3 separate regions of the Zea mays genome follow, and all the other regions are linked to region 2. The links are chromatin contacts, called in public Hi-C maps. All regions are on one chromosome and are shown on one strand. The core of a region is the stretch at or near the end of the contact, and the rest is flanking DNA. Distances in the headings are between cores, read along the strand shown. Region 1 holds the start of LOC100272553 (UDP-glucuronic acid decarboxylase 4). Region 2 holds the start of LOC100284013. Region 3 holds the start of LOC103635523 (chaperone protein dnaJ 49).

What was found. Hi-C and Micro-C count contacts between places; a contact is called where the count stands out from the background.
Region 1: a contact with region 2 is called in a Hi-C map of bundle sheath, with 3 times the contacts expected there. The contact joins the promoter of LOC100272553 here to the promoter of LOC100284013 in region 2. A contact is called at or near these places in 11 of 25 Hi-C or Micro-C datasets (bundle sheath, ear, endosperm and 4 more) and 1 of 3 datasets of contacts at active chromatin or transcription factors (leaf).
Region 3: a contact with region 2 is called in a Hi-C map of leaf, with 5 times the contacts expected there. The contact joins the promoter of LOC103635523 here to the promoter of LOC100284013 in region 2. A contact is called at or near these places in 3 of 25 Hi-C or Micro-C datasets (ear, leaf and tassel).

What each region holds. Positions count from the first base shown.
Region 1 is chr8:88,849,484-88,853,884 of Zm-B73-REFERENCE-NAM-5.0, forward strand. It overlaps LOC100272553 (UDP-glucuronic acid decarboxylase 4), which reads right to left and starts at 2,207. Exons shown (of 6, transcript NM_001147020.2): 1 at 1,522-2,207; 2 at 325-472. The coding sequence starts at 2,130. LOC103635520 reads left to right here and starts at 2,551. Exons shown (of 3, transcript XM_008657951.4): 1 at 2,551-2,857; 2 at 2,932-3,124; 3 at 3,209-3,585. The coding sequence starts at 2,745. The coding sequence ends at 3,505. LOC109941586 (a long non-coding RNA gene) reads right to left here. Exons shown (of 3, transcript XR_002264244.3): 2 at 4,118-4,401; 3 at 3,716-4,051.
Region 2 is chr8:89,048,739-89,053,226 of Zm-B73-REFERENCE-NAM-5.0, forward strand. It overlaps LOC100284013, which reads right to left and starts at 2,575. Exons shown (of 2, transcript NM_001159477.2): 1 at 2,189-2,575. The coding sequence starts at 2,435.
Region 3 is chr8:89,299,709-89,303,595 of Zm-B73-REFERENCE-NAM-5.0, forward strand. It overlaps LOC103635523 (chaperone protein dnaJ 49), which reads left to right and starts at 2,382. Exons shown (of 4, transcript XR_557424.4): 1 at 2,382-2,521; 2 at 3,436-3,887.

The sequences.
Region 1 (4,401 bases), core at 957-3,456, 200 kb before region 2:
TTGCAATTCCCTCCTCCCTCTCTTTTTCTTGGTTTTGTTCACTAAAAGACTATGGCTGCAGGGTATATGTTTAGGACAACCCCTCAGTCGTGAGTCGTCTATGCTCTCTCCAAAGTTATACTCATACAAAAGCATGACAAAGAAAGAATGCGCATGAGAGATCATTTATTTGGTGGCTGACAGTTCCCTGCCATATGCATGACACAACTAACAATTAGCTAACCTCATCATGCTAGATCTAAGAAACATGAATGATCATTTGTCGCTGCAACAAATTAATTTCAAGAGTTCAACCAAGAGAGTATAAACAACAAGAGTTATTACCGATGGGATTGACATTGCCCCAGTAAGTCTCCACCTGCGGGTGCTGGAGGGGATCACCATAGACCTCACTGGTACTGGTGAGGAGGAACCTAGCATTGATCCTCTTTGCCAATCCAAGCATGTTCAGAGTCCCAACCACATTGGTCTTGTGCTATCACAAAGGTTAAGGCTACAAACCATCTCAAGAAAGCAAAACAAGCAGAAACTAAATGAATTAGCCACCCTTTTGACTTCGTCACATTGCTACTCCCCAATCAGTTGCAAAACAAGTAAAGCATAAAGAAATCACGTGAAGTGAACAGTAAGCAAAGTTGTTTCGAAAGTGGAAAGGGCAAAGGCCACTTGACGTCAACTTTTGTGTTGTTGAAAATTGAAATGCGCCCTTTATGTCAGAACTCAGAAGTAAGCAAAGTCCACCACTGACCCAGATCCAGGCACACCTTGCGCTTACTTTTCGCTCCCATGAACAGATCATGAAGCAAAGTAAAACAGTAAGGAACAATTGAGTTCATATCTCGGCTTTAACTGTTGCTAGTACGTTTTCTCTATTCCAAACGCACGGGAAACTTAAGTCAGCATTCAGAAACATAAAAAAAAAGTTTTTTTCTGAGAAATACAAATGGTTTCGACAGGGAAATGATGCGATGATTTGAGATCTTCAGTTGAATCTCGAGAATTTGAGTTCAACTGAACATTTGACGCCAGATTTCATAGATGCAAATAAACAGAAGAAATTTCTTTTGCGTTAAATGAAAAGGAGGGATTGCCCTTGAGCAAAGGGCAGCCTAGCAGACAGAGATCTGAAACGGCCGACCTGGTGGCTGTGCTTTGCATCAGTTGAGCAGAAAACTCCAAAATCAGAGTGAAACGTGGCGCAAATCTCGAGCTCCGGACAAAATTCTCCTACTGTGCCATATTCCCATTTCATGGACCGACCCGGAATCTCAGGGAGTAGTGAATCGGGCCTCATCCTCCCAGAAGCATTGCGTGTTAACCGATAAACCTGGAGAAAGGAACAAATTCCCCACCAAAATGCAATAGAAACCAAATCCATCCCTATAACAATATAAAACATTTTGTTTGGCACCAAAAGAAGAAAAATAGAACCGATCGCGATCCAGGCATCAATCATGAATCAGTCATGGAGGAAAGGAAAAGAACGCAACAGAACTGAAGGAATTCGTAGAGAAAGGATATGATTGTTTTGATGGGGTTGTATTTGTAGTGGACGGGGGACGCGGGGCAGGCGAGGTGGTAGATCTGGTCGACCTCGAGCAGGATGGGCTCGACGACGTCGTGGCGTATCATCTCGAAGTTGGGGTCGCCGAGGTGGTGCAGGACGTTGTCCTTGCGGCCGGTGAAGAAGTTGTCGACGACGATGACACTGTCTCCGCGCTGCAGGAGGCGGTCCACCAGGTGGCTGCCGACGAAGCCGGCGCCGCCGGTGACGAGGACGCGGAGCACCTTCCTCTTGAGGCCCAGCGGCACCTTGCCGCCGACGAAGTGCCGCGTGGCCACGTCGCGGTGGTGGGCGGGCTCGACGGAGAAACGGGCGAGCGGGTTGTTGTTGGAGTAGGACGAGGCGGCGGAGGAGGAGGAGGAGGCGGACGGGGAGGCGATGGAGATGACGGCGGCGGCGATGAGCATCCCGGCGAGCGCGAAGAGCGGGCGGTTCTCGGCGACGGCGTAGCGGGCCGCGCGGGGCAGCCACGCAAGCGGCTTAGACGGCTTCGGGGAGTAGCCCCCGGCGCCGGCGCTGGCGGCCGTGAACGCCCCGCCGCCGCGGTAGGTGAGCTCGGACGCCATCTCCGTCGTGAATCTAGGGGGGAGGCGGGAGGGCCCTCGGCGAAACTCCCAGCGAGGGACCTGGACGCGATTCGGACAGGTCTCGCGGGGGTGGCAGCGGCAGCGGCTGGAGCAGAGAGGTATTTATGGGCGGGGGAGCGGTGGCTCGCCGGGGGAGAGATGCGGGGTCGTGGCCCTTGGATGCGGGGTGGACGGCGGGGGATCGAGTTTTCTGTGGCGCGGTGGGGGCGGGCTGGCCGAGCTCCCTGGACAGGAGTGTGATCTGGTGCGCATGGGCGGCCGCCGGGACAGGTGTGCGACCCGGAGGAGGCCGGGGGTGGGTGGCCAGTGGCCAGTTGGCCACTGCCCACGGGCTCCAACTTTTTTGCAATTTGGCCCTTTTCGGGTTTTTTTCCCACATTTATGCCTCTGGCAGTTTCATTTCAAAAAATGGACCCTTAGCTCGGCGCCGTCATCATTGGCGCCGAGCATGTGTGTGCCGGCGCCAATACTATTGGCGCTTATACGTCAGACGCCGGTGTGATCTGGATTGACGTGGCACGTACCTCGGCGCCATAGATCTTGGCGCCGAGGTAGGCGCCCGGTCAACGACGCCTACCTCGGCGCCAAGATCTATGGCGCCGAGGTACGTTCCTATAAATAGTACCCTACGTCTGGCTTGTTGCTGTGCTCATTTCAATTCTTCTAAACTAGAGATGTCTAGGCGTGGTAAATATGCTAAACAAAGGTAAGTTTTGGATTTGCCTCTTATTTTGTGAGTCTATTATATTTCTGATTGTTATAGAGTTTATGGAAATTTAGGAAGGGTCCTTTGACCGGAACTGCCTTCGACCCGCTGCCTTTGCCAAGTGGTGTTCCAGTGCCTATGTGTTTTTGTGGTGATCCTTGTAAGGTCGATAAGTCTGAAGATCATGACACCTATCGACAGAGGTATTGGATGTGTGCTAACTTTGCATTTGAGCCAACTGTTGTTCAACGTCGGATGAATTTAATGGTGAGAATAGTCTTGTAATATGTTTACATTTGTGAATGTTTTTGTAAATGTTTTTTTGCGTACTAATAATTGCACATTTTGTAGACTCCTCCACCGCTATGTGATTTTGAGCAGTGGATTGACACCGAAATATCAGAGAAAGATAAGAAGTGGCTGGAGAATCTTCAAAAGTGGGATGCAGAGGACAAAGAGAGGATGAAAAAAAGACGAGAGGAGCTTGCTGCCGAGCAACAACGTGAAGACGAAGAGAAAATGAGGCGTGTTGCTGAATGCAGGGAAGATAAGGAGAAGAAGCTTGAGCGTGCACGTCGTGCAAAGGAAGCAATGGAGGAGAACCCTGATGCATTTCGCAAAGGCAAATGGCCCCGTTGTACTCAGTAGTATTGGTGTTTTATTTGAAGTTATGTAATAATGAACTTATTATTCGGTAATATGTATTGTCGAACAATGATATTTCGTAATGAATTACCTTCAAATTGATGAAAAATTACATAAATACATAATTGATGAAAAGTAGATTTAAAGCAATTCTTGAAGGCGACTTGAAGCAATTGAAATAGATAACCAACACGCTAAAAGCAATTGATACATAAGAGTTTTCTAGTAGTGCTCCCACATTCCAAATTGAGTTGAGCCTTCCCCATAGTATCCTCCCATTGTTGGTGTCTGCTGTGGGTGCGGTGGAGACGACGGAGGACCAACATTCTTGTTGTGACAAGGGCAGCAACAATATGGATCTGGGCATACTTGCACCTGTGAAGCACCACCATTGTTTGTGTCTCTTTCTTCCTCATCATTTTTGTTGCTTACTTCTCTCTCTAGATCAAATATCCTATTCTGTAGGTAGGATATGTATTCCGCATGAGGAAAAATTGGACGAGGATCTACCCAACGAGTGAACCCACAATTCTCCTTGACCAATGAATGCTGCATAAATGTTTATAGTTAGTTCCACCATGTATTTAGAAAAAAGGACTAGAAATTAATTTGTACATATGCATAAGGACATCTGAAGAAACGCCGGCCTCCATCAATTCCACCCTCAACGAACATCTGCACCAAGCAATCCTCGCCATGCATGCACTTCGGCCAATCTTCTCTCCTATTATCGTAGGACCTAAGTCTAACCTCTTTGTTGAAATCTTTTTTACTTTGAACTGGAAAGTTAAAAACCGCCTCTTCAAAAAAATCTGGACCAAGAGGGCCATCAAAAGACATTGGAGTTAACTTCCCTCCATCCTTTCGTCTCTCATTTACCGCACCCTTGCCCCTAGAAG
Region 2 (4,488 bases), core at 1,325-3,824:
TAGTTTTAGCTAAGAAAGGCTAGCTTCTTGGTTTTTAAGAAACTGGGAATCTAGTTTCTATAAACTAGGACATAAACTGGTATGTTTGGAACGACCTCAGTTTTTATAAACCAGTTTCTTAAAAACTGAGTGCTTCCAAACAGGCCTTTAGCTGAAGCAGTATATAACAATAATAGATCAAGTTGGAGCATCTTAAGCCCTGCTCTTCTTTTGCAGAATGACATGAATCGAACCTTTTTTAGAAAGGCAAATCCACAACTATCCCTTACATCTTTAACTCTATTGGGTGATTGTGTAAATGTGTAATTTCACACTCAATGGCTGATGGCCCTAAGGCTTAAACGATGCCAAATTACTTAGGCCTAAGATTGTGTTCCCTGTGGGGCTAGTGTTTACTGTTCAGATAAAGCTAAAAGCTGTGAAGTTGTAGACATGGCAAAGGTTTTGTAAGCAACATGTTACATAGGTTTGAGTCATACATTGTAACCATCATACTGAAATTTACAAGCCAGTAGTGAAGCAATAAATCCAGAATATGGCATAGGCAGGCCAATCTTGTATGAAGGCCCTCATTTCTCATGAGCAATATACTGTGCTACTCTCTGTTTACAAATCGTCCGACTAATCGCGATTAATCGCGATTAGTCGGGCTGGTCGCCTGTAAGCGGTCGACCAGAGGGACGACGCGATCAGGTTTCCTGGTCGTCCTAATCGTCGCTTAATCGTCCAAATCGGTCGATTAGTCGTCCGATTAGCTAGGTTCTGGTCGACCAGTGCGCGTGGGCTAAATGTGGCTGTGCTATTGGGCTTCACCGTTTTTTTGGCCCAGTAGCCGCATCGCGCATACATCTGTTGGCGCCCTAAACCCTAAATCCTCCCTGTGCCTGCGCCCCTCTCAAGTTTCTGTCCGGCGGCTGCTGCTCTAGCCTCCAGTCTCCACCGTCCACCATCGCCGGCGGCTGCCCCTCTCAAGGTCGTCCCTGCCCCCTGCTCATCTACAAGGAACAAGATGAGCTCGTCATCCGAAGGTCATCCCTGCTCCCCTCCTTCCCCCTTGTCTGCGCTCTGCACTCTGCAGTTTTACATTCTGCGCTAGGTAGCAGACTAGCAGGGAAAGCTGCTGCTAATGCTTTTTGCTTGGATGCTGATCTGCTCTAGGTAGCAGACTAGCAGGTACTCTATATTGTTTCACACTTTCACTTATGTTATGTTACATTCACTTCCAATTGAAAGCTGCTACTGTTATATTTCAGTAATTCAGTTCCGAACTTCCAATTTAATTTCAGTTCTATATGGCTTATATGCCTAGAAATACATATATACATATATATATGGCTTATATGCCTAGGAATATACATAGGACGACTAGGGACGACCAGAGGCCGACCAGAACCGATTAGTCGGCCGATTAGTCGCCCTAATCGCGATTAGGCGCCTGGTCGGTCCTGTCGGTCGACTAGCTGGTCGCCCGACTTGAAATCAGTGGTGCTACTCTAAATGCATCTGATACATAGAGAAACTGTCAGAGATCTCTGTAACTACTCAAGTAATCCCTTAAGTAATATGTCATCAAATGTTACATGTGAAGTCCTAGATAGTTAATAAATCCATGAAGACTATTGTTTTATGTATATGGTAAAAATTGCAACAGACACAACAAAATTTGTGTACAATATGACCATCTAAGCCTGTTTGTGTGCTCAAATACATTTACCACTTACTAATCCCACATGCCTACTCGAGATTCATCACATCTCCTAGGGTGAAGTGCCAGTGTCCCTTCAAAATAGCAGGTCCAATAGGCACTCTCCTTTTTAATAATTTTGCACCTCTCAGCAGCCATAACAATTTAAGAAATCTCAGGACTGTTACAGTATATTAGTTATGTACTAACTAGTTTAAAGATCATGGACTCAAATGGTTAGTGGTTACCCTCCTACTCCTAGCCTCTATTTCCATCTAATTTGCACCTACTCAAAACCCTACCTCATAGCACAAAACCAAGCTAAATGTTTCCTCATAAGGCTGGTTAAGGCCGCACAAACGGGCTGGCCAGAGCCAGATCGTATAATTCGTAATGGATGGGTGACCAATGCACCACCAACTACCAATTTCTTCGAACCAATTAGAAGCCCTAGATCACAAACAGGTGGGGGAGGGGTGACTGGCAAGCACTATCGAATCGTACCGAAGGATCCGGAGGGTGCGCGTGTGGCCTGGACTATCATATGGGTGATGAAGTGCGCCGCCTCGCGGGCGTCGGCGAGGGCACGCGCTGCATCGTCGGAGCCCGGGGTTAGACCACGGTGGTCCTCAAAGCGGCGCCGGATCTCCACCGCAGACTCCTTCAGCATCAGCTGGTCGCCCGCGAACGTCCGCCGCGCCGCCCGCAGCACCGCCCTGTAGGCAGCCAAACCTTCCGCTGCCGCCGCCATTTTTCGCGAGCAGAGAGGTCGACTGGCCCTCCGACGCCGTGATGGTACAAGAGTTGGCGGCCTCTTTGCAAAAAGAGATTACTCTCAAGAAGAAAATGAAAAAGTTCCGTGCAGAGCATCCAACCTGTTAAAAAACATTTGCGAGTGTAGCATAAAGTCTTCTCAATTATTTATAAGGAACAATTGGATCTATACCATTAAAAGATCCAAACTTTAGATATATACCATGGACCCCACATGTCATTGACTCATGTGGACCCACATGTAAGTGAGATAGTAATAGTATGGATCCAAAGTGGTGATCTTTTAATGGTATGGATCCAAATTTCCCTATTTATAATCATAAACACAGGAGATATAAAGATATAAACTATTAACAATTTTGCCATTATCATCAGTATGTCGTCTAGCCCGCAAATCATAGACACGAGATGATATAATAAGAGAGTCAAAACATAGAGTGTCAAAATAGCAAATTTCTTCAAAGATATATGATAGATTTGTATTCTCATTCATCTATTTTGTTCACTGGTTACAACAAATAGTGGTATCCTCCTCTATATATAGTGCAAAGTTAGAGTTTCAGCTAGATGGGTCACATGGGTCTTCGGGATTCAAACTGGTTTCTTAACGCTCCCACTTGGCCCTCTTGTCGCGAGATGCACTTGTCTCAAAACTCCACAAAAACCTAGTAGGAAAAATTTGGAGAAAAAGTACATATTCACGTTTGTTGTGTTGCATGATTTGCCTCATTAAAAACCTTATACGAGAAACTTCTATTCAAAACTCTCTTGATGGAAAAAGAGTGCAAAACACACTTTTCTTCATTTAATCTTCAAGGTTATAATTAAGTACTTGAACTTCTTGCTCAAGATTCAATTTAGGAGTATGAAAATTTCTCTCCTGAGAACTACACTTTTAATTCTTATATAATTGCTTCAAGTCCATCCTTTTAATGATGGATGCATTGCTTAAATGGAGATCTACAAGATCCTCTTGTGACTTATTATGCAAGATTCTAACGTGGTTCATCATATGCCTTCTTGACCATATATTAATGGAGTTTTCATACATAGCACATATCCTAGCATTACTTATGCAACACAAGCTTTTTTTATTTCATAAGTTGGTAGTGGGGATTCCTTAATCCATGTCGCTTATATCGAGTGTTTCTTATTCAAAGTACACATGTTCACAAAATATTTATGCTAGTCTTTGGTTCCCATATGATTTTGTCATTATTGACACAAAGGTGTACTTTCTGACTTCAATTCAATTCTGAATTGCCACAAAGGGAATTCACATTCACATTTAGATTCATTTCTTGATCTTTAATTTCAAAATTTCTCTACCCTTTGGATATATTGGAGGACATTCATGATCCATATACATGGTATTTGCTTATACTTGGTGCCATTACCGATCCAACATGACATATAGAGTGTCTACCTTTGGTGTATCAGCATGGTATTTCCTCCCCTCATCCTTAGGTTCTTATAGGTCTAGGTTCTTCACAAATGACCGACTAATTAATAGTATTTTCATAATACATATTTCTATATTGAAACCCTTTCAACATGATAAGGTATATGTTTCAAATATTCACTCAAGCATGCCTCAAACTATATGCCTAAGTTGTGGCTTGCTCATACTTTAAGTATGGTTGCTTCTTTTCATCATTATTTCAATACTTGTGGTAACTTTTAGAAGTTACACTATGCTTACGTTATGGGCAATGACACTTCTATGTGCCTATAAATATATATAAAGCCCAAATCCAAATATTTTCTTTATCTAACCATCATTTTATTCAACTCAAGTTGATTTCTGCCACTGAGATAAACATTCTTACAAATGAGATAATGCCCATGATTAGGAAAACAGATCTTCAAGACTGTCGGTACCCTGAAACAGGGGTATCTCTTACTACTGTATGAAGGCGCGGTGTCCACGCGGCTATTTCTAGTCGCGTGGCAAACAACACCCGACCCCACCACGCGGACGGCTCCGGGGCCGCCACGTGGCCAAAAAAGGCGATATGCTTCAAGGCATC
Region 3 (3,887 bases), core at 1,132-3,631, 250 kb after region 2:
GTCAGCTACTTATTTGTTGACTAATTGTTAGCCACTGGTAAACAATTAGCCACGAGGATCAAACATGAGATAAATAAAACTACGACTCCTCTATATTCATTGGATTTTTACACAAGATAATATTTGATATAATTAATTCATTAATTAATTATGTTCCTCACATTGTTGCAATGAATATAGAAGAGCAATTTGAACTTATTGGACACACATATTCAATGTAAATGAAGTGTATTCGCTTGCAATTTAAACTTCCGGCACTCATCTCAGTGGGTTCTATGTCATACGTTACACGTGTGTGTGACATCTCAATGGGTTCAATTTGAACTTTTGGCACTCATCTCAGTGGATAAATCGAGTTTGTCCTGTTTAGAGTTGATTTTTGCAGGATTATCTATTCACCCCCTCAAGGTGCTCTCAGCTCCGTACCCGTAGCACCCTACATATCTAGAGTATAATGTATTATTTGTTCAAATCGAAATTCTAGAAACAAAGTTGTCCACTTGGTAGTTCAGAAATTCGAGTCTGATAGTTGGGAATCGCAACATAATTAGCTTTCTTGTGTAAGTAACTTAAGTAAAAATACATTTGTTGACACTCTATTCTTTGATGAGGTATTAACTATCATTTTGTCTACGCATTGTATGCGATAGTTGGAGGTTAGGCTTGGTGGTAATCTTTGATTTCTTCTTCCATTTTTGCAGTTGTGTTTGATGTGCAAGACATGACATGATACTATCCACATGAAACTTGCAGGACAGGATTGCACAATGGGGTACAAACAATTTTCCTATTGTATTGCTGTTTTTTTGCTAGGGCACAAAGTCATTGACTTGTGTTTTATCTGTATGATAAATTCATAGATGGCCTATGTTGGTGCTAATGACACTAGGGCTGCAGGGATGGGTGCCGGATTGGTTGTAGGGATGGGTGCTGGTATAGATGTCTAATGATGTTGATGACCGACGTATGATGGGTGTTGTTGGTATAGACAACATATGGATGACATATGGTGGTAGATCCAAGCCTCCTCTTCCGTCGGATGCATCAAGCACTATTTATATTGATGACTTACCTGCAAACTGCACACGACAGGAGGTTTCATATATCGTTCTGTAAAATATTAGTACTATTCTCTGCTAAACATTTTTCTAAATTTGTCTTATCTTTGAACATTTTGTTGAGCTCATTTAAATGTCGTGTTGTACTGTTGGTTTTGCCTTTGTTGAGAGACTTATGATATTGTATTTCTTTTTTTCTTTACCTTTGTGGAAAAGTAACTCACTAGCGAATACACAGCTAGCTCGAATGCCCACCAAGAAACCGTTAGTATCTAAACGTGCTGCTTCGCTTCATTTGTGATGTGCAGCTGTTGGGGACTTGTTCTCAAATGCTATGAATTAAGAACAAGGCAACATAAAATGTTAAATGTCAATATCCTTCGCCCTTCGAAGCATTATTTCCCTAAGGATATAATGATTTTCGGACGAAGGTTATGAAGGACGTACCTTCATCAGCATAAAATATAATAATGAAGAAGAGATCATATGAATCATATAAGTTAACATGAACGGTTATGAATTATTGACAACTCATTTCTATTTTATTATGATGACGGAATAGAAATGATGTCAAATTACAAATGTACCTTCGGATCGCGAGAAGGTAAAAGTACAAGTGTGACGCAAAAGCCAATGTCAAATCAGCGTGAACAGTACGGGGATACTGTTCGCCTATTTATAGGCACGGGTCGCAGCCCATGCAAAATTACATTAATGCCCTTTACATTTATCAATAACTCTATAATAATTTTTCGAGGTTTAATCTGGTTTTTCATCTTTAAGTCGGTTTCTTTTCCTGCCGTTCTCCCGAAGCTCTTCTACACACAGCTTCGGCTCTGCGTAAACCTTCGTGTTCCTTGTGCTTCGTCCTACCGTGGCTCTGATCCAAGTCCGAAGATACCTGTTAATGTACTTTACTCCAAAAACATTGTTAAATCATACTTTTGAGGACCTTCGGAAGCCGAAGGCCCCCAACAACAGCCATTTTTTATTGGCTCAAACCACTATGTATTATTGTAAATGTTTGAAATGTGTTCCTTCAATTAATCCAATTAAATAAGATTTATCGATATAATATTTAAAAATCGTAGCAACGCACGGTCAATTGACTAGTTTCTACAATTAATCCAATTAAGTAAAATTTATCTATATGATATATAAAAATCGTAGCAACGCACGGTCACTTCTAGTTTTTAGTAATACGTGACATGTTTTGCGATTTTTTAATCCCGTTTTAAAAATTTGGCGGTCTACGATTTGTTGCACGGTCCGTTGTGGTTGTAGTGTCTACTGTCTAATCTCGAAAAGGCCCACTCCCGATTCTAAAATATGGAAAAGCCGAGGGGCTTAGCAGAAAATGCAGCGCCATATCCGTGCAGTCTACTCCATTTTTGTTCCCCTCTCCGGTGGCGGCCTAGCGGGGGTGTGGTCTTCCTCGCGTCGCCTCCCCTCGCTCTCATCCGGTGAGCCCCTCCGATCCACCGGTCTCAATCAGCCCCAGCTTTCAAATTTGGAAGTTTCCTCTTAGAATTCGGTCAACGCGCCCGGTTCCCCTTTCGAGTTCGAGGTGTCACGACACATCGAGGTTTAGGAAAGGATTGTTTATGATGGCATCGCCTGTTTCTTGCATGTTGTTTTCCTGTTTAGATGATGCGGAGGGCCGAGTTGGTGTCAGGGTGAGATCTGTCTGCGTGGATAGGAGCTGTTTATGTTGTTGCTTGGGAGTCGTGTGTGGGTCGGACATCCACAGTTGGAAATGTTGAAATCTTCATCCATGTAGATCACTAGATGTTGATTTCATGGGAGTTGATGAAACAGAAGTAACTTCTTTTTTTGTGATAGTTATAATATTTTATTTTTCATGTTTGTTGCTTCCATGATACATTCCACCAAATCCATATATTTCTTGTGAGTTCAGGTCTTCTAGGCTTGTTGGGTATTTTACGTTCTAATTACTTACAACTGGTAAAGAAGTTTAAATTCTTCACCGTCTCTTTCAAAAGGCAGTGAACTCCATTCGAAGAGCTCAAGGTGTCTCCTTGTTGGTGTAGTTCTGAATTGATCAGGCGGTAGTTCTGTTTTGTTTATGACATGCATAACTCATGTGGCTATAGAGGATCCGTCTAATATTTAGCCCCCCTTTGGAACGCCAGAAATTTTCGTGTTCCTTGCTTTTTTCCTGTGAAATGAACCGATTTCTGTGAAATTCCTGTGATGTTTTTGTACTCTTTGCCTACAACTTGTTTATGACTACTAGATTTCTAAGCTGAGATTTAGATATCACTTCACTTCATCTCATGGAAATTGGTGTTTGTTAGCCAGTTTTATTACATGATAGTTTGCTTTGTTTTGTTAATCCAGTATTCTTGTTTCACAGGTCATCAGTTTGAGGTTTCAACCTATTTCACCAGAGCTGATTGGACTCATGGATGGGAACAAAGATGAGGCATTGAGATCTGTCAAGCTTGCAAAATCTGCATTTGCATCTGGGGATAGGCAGCGCGCAGAAAAATTAATTAAAATTGCTCAAAGATTGGACCCTGGTCTTCCACTTGATGATTTGCTGAGCCCAGTTGAGAAGGTTGGCATCCTGAATATTTCTACTTGCAAAGACAAGACTGAAAGAGGACAAGCTCTTTTATACCCAAAAACAACAAAAGAATCTGTTGGTCCTTTAAATGTTGATAAGGCTTACACTGAGGAGAATATTAGAGTGGTTCAGGATATCAGGAAAAAGAAGGATTACTATGCAGTTCTCGGAGTAGAGAGAAGATGCACTGTGGAGGAAATTAGGAAGGCATACAGGAGGTTATCACTGAAGGTTCATCC